2 separate regions of the Macaca mulatta genome follow, and region 2 is linked to region 1. Evidence: chromatin contacts called from public Hi-C data. All regions are on one chromosome and are shown on one strand. The core of a region is the stretch at or near the end of the contact, and the rest is flanking DNA. Distances in the headings are between cores, read along the strand shown.

What was found. A called contact is a pair of places that touch in the nucleus more often than the background predicts.
Region 2: a contact with region 1 is called in a Hi-C map of fibroblasts, with 2.3 times the contacts expected there. The contact joins two enhancer-like sites. A contact is called at or near these places in 3 of 14 Hi-C or Micro-C datasets (fetal cortex germinal zone, fibroblasts and liver).

Annotation. Positions count from the first base shown.
Region 1 is chr4:100,381,520-100,385,412 of T2T-MMU8v2.0, forward strand. All of the region lies in intron 1 of NT5E (5'-nucleotidase ecto), which reads right to left. Among named protein-coding and RNA genes, the nearest start is that of NT5E, 15 kb to the right of the region's middle. Within about 2 kb of position 2,477, at least 2 of the 40 cell types and tissues checked have an H3K27ac peak or open chromatin away from gene starts, as enhancers often do.
Region 2 is chr4:100,485,006-100,489,214 of T2T-MMU8v2.0, forward strand. No RefSeq gene overlaps it. Among named protein-coding and RNA genes, the nearest start is that of NT5E, 88 kb to the left of the region's middle. Within about 2 kb of position 1,941, at least 1 of the 40 cell types and tissues checked has an H3K27ac peak or open chromatin away from gene starts, as enhancers often do.

The sequences.
Region 1 (3,893 bases), core at 1,227-3,726:
ACTGCTACCCGGGTGTCACACCACCTAGGAAAGGTGGTTTGCCAATGTGCATACACAACACCTGGAGAGCTGACCAGGGGTCCACTGTCCCACCATCTCAGATCGGGGGCAGGTTCCAATGTTCACATTTACCAGCCTCGGCCCAATTTTTCCATGTCGTTTTTCTTTTATAAACCCACATCTCAGATCCCATCATTTAAGCTGCTATCTGCTGGAGAGAATGATTAACATCAGCAGGACGTTAGCAAAAGGCAACCTGAAAGGTACGCTTGGCAGAGACCAAAGGCCTCCTTCCTCATTTCATCTCCTTGGTCATCATTCACCTAGGTTCCCACAATTGCTTCTTCCCAAGCACTCTTGTGGGAAGATGAAGATCCTCAATAGCTGGCAGGAGCTAGCATCTCCATATATTCCAGTGTGGCTCTGGCTTCCTCCTCCAGTCAGCTCTGGGCACCATTTGCTCCAGTCCTAGCAGTTTCATATTTGGGGAAGAACTCCATGGTGAAATGATTATGCAACCTTCAGCGGGTTCTGAACCTGTTTCCAGCGGAGGACTTCAGGAGGAGCAGGGATGGTGACAAGCAATCCTTCTTAGCTCTCTCCCATTCCTCACTGGTTGAAGAGTGGCTGCTGGGTGCAAAACCACCCATTGTCTGTCACTGTGCAGCTCCCCATAGTGAGTCGGGGGCTGGGGTGGGGGGACTGGGGGGAATCCATGCAGTGGCCCCAATGACAAAGCATGACATGTCAGCTGGCTTCCCAGAAAACCTTCCTGTCCTTCCTCCATTGGCCTCCTGGATACACCCATCTCCTCTGGCCCCCTACCTACCTGCTTGGGCTGCCAAGGCTGGTTTGCTGACTTAGTACTTAAACCAGCAGATCTCAAACTTTCTAAATACCACATCCAGTTTCATTTCACTTTGTGGGTCGTCTAGGAACAGGCATGAAGTGCTGGTTGGTGACCCATCCATTTAAATGAGGGCCCCGTGCGCTCTCTTACAGCCTCACCCTCTTCCTTCCTTGCTCATTCCACACTCTGTAATGGCATATTAGCAGGGTCTTTCTTTTGTATCAGTCTCCTGACTATATGAGTGCTCCTGGGCCACTGGGCCCTGCCACCTCTCCTGCTCAGTGCTGTCCCCCTCTTTGGCACACAGGCATTCACTGAGTACCTGTGCCTCCAAGGGTTATGTATATATCCTCATGTGAATGTGCTTATGCAGAGAAAGCAGCACAATGTCTTTACATTCCTACATTCTTGTCTCCCCTATTAAATTCAGAAGTTTGAAATTTGCCTTTTCCCCCATCTCTGATGATCTACCCATTTTTACCTCTTCCTGTTATGTAATTAATTTTCCTCTTAAAAGCTGATCTGGTCTTACACCTTCTTGCAGGCTTGGGTAATTGTTATTTTTTCCTTCTATTCTCAGAATGTTATGATTTTTTCCTATGGTGAAATAAGTCTCCCTTGTTACAGTACAATAACTCTCTGGCTTAACTATAAAATTATTTTGTTTTTAATGAATGTTTCTACAGTTCTTCAAGAAAGACTATCCAACTTGTTAGCCACCTTGCAGTTTAACCGCAACATTATATTCCCAGCACTCGGCAATAGCTGAAGTTATAGTTTTCCTTTATTTGTTTGATGCCTTCTCCACCTCTCCATCCTAACTTGAGCCTAATCCCCCTGAAAGTAGTGACTTTGACTGTCTTTTCATCTCCCTTGCCCCATGGGGAGAGGAGTCCCTGATTCATGGTGCTCAATGTGGTGGGATGGACTGAGTAAATGATCTCATTCCTACTCATACCTTCAACTGTAAACTGAAAATCTCCAGCCCTGACTTTTCTCCTGATGTCTAGATCTGTATGTCAACTGCCATGTGTCATTTCCTCCCAATGTCTCAAATGTGCCCCAAGCTTACCAGGCTCAAAGCCCCTTCCCTGTGACTCACTGTCTTGGCCCAAGATGCTACCATATACCTAGTCAATAAAGCCAGAAACCCTGGGGCGGTGGAGTCCTGCCCTCTCCCCTCTCCTTCACCGTCACTTCCTCTGGCATCCCTCTCCCTTACCTAAATGCTCCAGTTTCCATTCACCTATTGTTGCTGCCTTAGTGTGCTCCTGGACTATCACAGCCTCCTAGTTGGGTTTCCAGCTATTCTTGTTTCTTTCGCTAAACTGTTCTTTATATTGCTGCCAGAAAAATCTTTCTCAAGTGCAAACCTGACCTTGGCAATCTCCACCTTAGGTCTCCACAGAGGCACAGCCTTTATGATAGAAGTAAACACCCTAAGCAGGGCCCATGGGGCTCTTAGGGATCTGGTTTTGCCTTCCCCTTCAGCCTCATTCCTGATACCTACCCCATAAAGTATGAGGAAACAAGGCAGGGGTAGCTCCCTCCCAGGCTCCTCCCGCTCCTCAGCAGTGACCCAGGGCACATCTCAGATGGGCAGTGAATGAATAAAATAAAAGCAGTTAAGGAAATGAGCCAGCATTGAGTCAGCACTTGCCACATGCCAGCGTCATGGAAAGTGAATATGTACAGAGTACAGAAAATCTGATTTCATGCTGTGAGGGTGGTACTCTTATTGCGCTCATTTTACTGATGAGAAAATCTGAGATCTAGAGAAGTTAAATGAATTGTTGCAGATCACACAATTTGTAAGAGGGAGCTGGGACTAGAACCACTTCTGTTTGATTCCAAAGTTCTTAACCTCTGTGCTTGGTTGTACATTTGCATAAAGCTTAGCACATACAAAACACTAAAAAAAAAAAAAAAAAAAAAAAAAATTCCTAACTACTTGCACAGCGAATGTATCCCTCGCACTACCACAGTGCAAGTAGTTAGTACCACCACGTCAGGGATTCACTGTTGAATGAATAAATGAATGAACGAAAGAATCACTAACAAGTTTCTTTCTTCTATACATAGCTAACTTTTCCACAGAAATTAATGCAGACAAATTCCTTTATAAATACTTATTTTCTTTAGAAACTCGTATTTTCATTTCCCACCTTGACTTCCTTCTACCAGTTTTTCTTCTATTGCACTTATGAGAACTCAGTGATTCCTAAGCTCTTCAGGATCATACTACTCACCTCAGTACACCAAGTTCTCACCACACCGAGGTATACTGCAGGCACTCAAAAAATCTTGTAAATACATTGATCTAGTTAATTCATTTCTGTTATTTTTGATTAATAACATGAAAACATCTCAGGAAAAGACTGCCTAAGAGAAGAACGTAGAGCAGTGAAATATAGGGGATCATAACAGAGCAGATAATCTTACGCTGCTTTCTTTGGTCCTCTTGAACATTCCCATGTAACTTTCCATATTTCCATTTTTTGTAGCTAAACTGTTACTTGCCACTTATTGTTTAACCATCAGTTTAGGCATTTGATTTCCATGACCCTAAATCATATCTTTTTTTTATTTGTATAAATGTATTTGTATAAATCATATCTTTTTTTATGTGTCTAAATCATGTTCTGATGCTCTTTCTCTCTTGTTCTGTTGCCTTCCAAACATTTCATTACTAAGATTGAGCTCATTCATTCATGAACCCTAGTCCTTCCTTAATTCTAGCCCTATGACATCCTGTACGTGTTTACTAAAAACATTAAACTTCACCAAATGCACTTTTCTGTAATTTAAGAGAGCAAAGCCCAGCGAAGTGATCTTTAGTATCTTCAACAGCAAAATCATAGAAACATAATGTGAGCATCTGGCCCACCCCCAGCTTCTCACCCCCACCACTTTCTTTATGTAGAAGAAAGCCTAAAACACTATTTTTTTAAAAAAGAATTGATGGTTTTACATCAAAGAAACTTTCCACACTCACACAGAACAATTAACAAACCCTCAAAAAAATTGTTTCATTCACAAACAA
Region 2 (4,209 bases), core at 691-3,190, 100 kb after region 1:
TTTATTTCATTAATTCAACCCTTTCCTTCCCCCTTCAAAATGAGATGGTCTCAGGGATGTAGTTGTCTAACTAGAATTTTTGTAAGGCTGAATCTAGGTTCTCACTTGTAAAATACATGTTAAAATCCTTTTGAAAATTCAGCTGCGAAAATATAAGACACACATTATCTGAAGCAGGCTATAGTTTCTATTCTGTGTTCCATAGACTTTCGGGCATTAGCTTTTATTTTATTTTTCCCATAATGTTTGTAATTGCTACTTTTACTTGCGTGACTGTATCTGCCAAGTGTTTTCCAGCTGTAGAACAGGGGCCTGATATACCCGGTTTTGCTCCGCTCTACAGAGGAGAGGCCACCTTGAGTCCGTTTACTGGGGTGTGACTGTGTTAGTGATGCTGCTGTGTGATTTGTCCAAAAGGCCGATTTCTTGGTCATTTTTATTTCAAGACAGCAAGTAGCTTAAGAACCTCCCAACTATGTTTTAAACTCTTGTGCACAATTCTTGACTATGTCTAGCTTTTGCTTTGTGTTGATAAAAAGCAGATTAGGTTATTCGTTCATGAATCTAAACAAAGATTATTTTGATTGGCCTCTTTCCTATCATGTCTAGTTACTATGTTCTCAACCAAATGAGTAGCACTTAAAACAGCCCTTCTTGTCTGTCTTCCAATTTAGCCAAAGGCAGAGTCCAGGCTTGGCCACTTCCTCTGCTCCATTCTCAGGGAATATGTCTTGCAGAGAGAAGGGGTGGACTCCGATGTTAAGATGTTGAATCAAGTCAGCCAGGAGTTCTGAATTTTCTGCGGTCAGAGCCTATTTCATTTGAGTTGATGCTTTGGGAAGGGCTTTCCATCCCTCTTTTCCATTTTTCCCTAGGCTGTCATCACTTCCTACCTATTAATACAAATTTCTCTCAGCCAGTTTGGCAATATTCTGTATCTACCTCTTCCAAAGTCCAGCAATACATTTTTCAATAGCCTCCAGCCATTACAAAGGTCAGTCTAAGTTCTATGAGGCTTCATACGAGAATCCATTCTCATCTGCCAATGAAAATTATAGACTCAGGATTTGAATGGTTGTTTCTAATGTGATGTGGACTTTGTCAAAAGTTCTAAGCTTCAAAGAGTGGAAATTCTAGAATTCCAGAAACAAAGAGACTTAAGATAGCACCTACAAGAACCTTTTTAGGTTACAAACAAATAATTTGAAATCTAGAGTTGTTGAGATTACATACCTAAGATTTGAAAATGGAAAGCAATTTCTAAAAATGATACAGCTTTGGCTGGCATTTTTTTTAAGCTTAAAATTAAAGCATAATGAACCTTGTAGGAAACAGTTGTTTTCCAGGAAAAAAATAACTTTTTCCAGGAATTAAAAAGTTTTAAAATGTATTTACTGAGATGTCAAGTGCTAAATGGCAACCCCTAAAAAGTCCTGCAGAAGTTGCTAACTGATTTGTGATGATTTACAAGGTATCCTTTCCTTCCCCAGGTTTGAGTCTGGGGAGGACAATCAGGACAGGGTAAGAATCACAGGAATATCAGAAACCCCTTAATCCTACCCAAAGAATCTGTGGGGCCACACATCATCTCTGGTCCTCTGGCAGACTTCCTGAGTGGTCCACCCTGGGCAGCTGCCAGCTTGAGTACTGCCTTCACTGTTAAGGCTGTTCAGTACTGTGGCCCACATGGGCAGTCGCGACTTCTGCTTGTGCCGCTGCACACAGTGTTTTCTTCATAAATGTAGAATGTGCTAGTTATGTAATGGCCACATATAAAGGAACAGTGACCCCTCTTTTAGTTTTCTCCCCTAGCATCTTGATGAAGTCAGAGTATGTCTGAATGGTATTAATTAGGTAAACTCAAAATAATGTCTCCCTAGTGGTCACCAGCAGCATCCATGTTCCTCATACCAGGGAATTGAATCCTTGAAGTCAGTGACTCACTTCACTGTCCTTGCCTCCAAGCTGCTCCTTCCAAACAACCACCCTGAGGGAGGGTGTGCTCAAGAGCTTGACACACAGGCCCTTGATAACTTGTTTTCTGGCCTGTCTGGCCTTATACCCTAAAGCAGTTGTGCACACTAGCACCTACTCTTTGCTCTAGCTATAGTTGATCCTTACTATTCATGGATTCCAAATTTGCAAATTTGCCTACTCACTAAAATTTATTTATTTAATCCTCAAATCAATATTCGTGGTGCTTTGGCTGTCATTCATGAGCATGTGCCTGCACATGTGAAACATCTGAGTCATCTGATGTTCATGTTTCCACTGAGGTCAAACAAGCTGACACTCTGCCTTCTTATTTCAGCTCTTATGCTATTAAAATGTCTTTTTTGAGGTCTGTTTAGTACCATGTTTTCCATATTTTGTGCTTTTTGTTGGTGACTTAGCTGTTTAGAATGGCCTGCAAGTACATTGCCAAAGTGCTGCCTAGAGTTTCTAAGTGCAGAAAGACTGTGATGTACCTTACGGAAATATACACGTTAGATAAGCTTCATTCAGGCACGAGCTATAGTGCTATTGGCTGTGAGTTCAGTGTTCATGGATCAACTATATATATATATATATATATATATATATATATATTTTAAATAAGGTGTCTCTAAACAGAAACATAAATAAAAGAAGGGCATGAATTGACCAGTTAATGAAAATATTGTGACCAGTCGCTTTCAGGAATCTAAACTTGTATTTCCCCTAGGAGCAATGGTTCAGTATTTACTCATTCAGTGTTTGTGAGACTTTACAGAATATAACTACTACATATAACAAGAATTAACTGTCTGTGAAATGACTTATAATAATTTTGTTGGGGGGACAGTTTCTCTTTTTTTGAGACAAACTGGAGTGCAGTGGCATGGCCATAGCTCACTGCAGCGTTGACCTTCTGGGTTCAAGCAATCCTCCCCCCTCAGTCTCCTGAGTAGCTTACACTATAGACATGCACCACCACACCCTACTGATTTTTAAAATTTTTTTGTAGAGACAGGGTTTTACTGTGTGCCCAGGCTGATCTCAAACTCCTGGAGCAATTCTCCCACCGTGGCCTCTCAGAGTGCTGGGATTACAGACATGAACCACCACACCCGGCCTCATAATTCTTTAAACATGCCAAGTGGCAATGTGTACTTGTGTCTAAGAGAATCCTGTGCCTAAGAGCTTCACCTGTCTGGCCAACTTCTCTCCAGCTCCTCAGCCTGCCGGCCCCTTTTCATTCATCAAGGCATAATTTATAAATTCATTTGTCCCTTACCTTAGAGTGTGCTTCACCCACAACTCTTTGTGTATATTTATATGCTTGCTTTCATATGACAGTGAAGGATAATTTCAAGGGGAAGCAAGATCTCAGAAGTGCAGGTGGTGCTACCGTGGAAAGGAGGGACAGTCCTTCGATTTGCTTTGGTGATGAGGCAGGTCCCCCCAGGAGGATAGGGACAGTTTGACAAGGTTGCTTTATTTTCTGCTTCCTGCATTTTGCACACATTCTCCCATACTCCCATGGTTTCTTCTCTCTTTTGGTGATGACACTGATGGGAATTTGAATGATTTGGGATGGAAAACACTTGAAGATGAACTATGTTACAATAAATATATGTGGAGAAGCTAATGGCAACACATAACCTGCTGAGCATTTCCAGGGGAGAAGAAAAGGGAAAGTCTGAGAGCAGAGACATAAATGGGCTCATAGAGAGAGGTCTCATGCCCACCCTCTTCCCTGAGTCCCAGATGGCAACAAAGCCCTCAGTTCAAACTGTAGAATTCAAGAACATGAAGGAGGGGGCTGTACCCAGTTTTCCTGCTAGAGGCTATGAAGGTGGCAGAACTTCAGAGTAAATCACCACAGTGACTGTTGGGCCCGAAGGGGACTTAGCAGCCCCACAGTCAGTTAAACTGCATAATGTGGGGGAACTGCAGAAAGACTTTACCAGTTACAGAGGCCACCAAGCCGTGCATTGTCCCAAAGGGATCACAAGGTTGGTTGTCTTCAACAAGTAGACAGGTTGACAGAATACAATCCTAATGGATGCTGGTGTGTACAGATGCCATCAATGGACAGACTATTTCCCTCTTTCAGGTGTCTGCCCACCTCCTGGATTTAGGCACAGCCCTAGAGAACTGCAAATCACTGACACGAAGTTTCTGCTATGTCAGCAGAATGGAAGATTTACATAGAAAAACAGCAAACGTTCTAGCATATTTCTTACA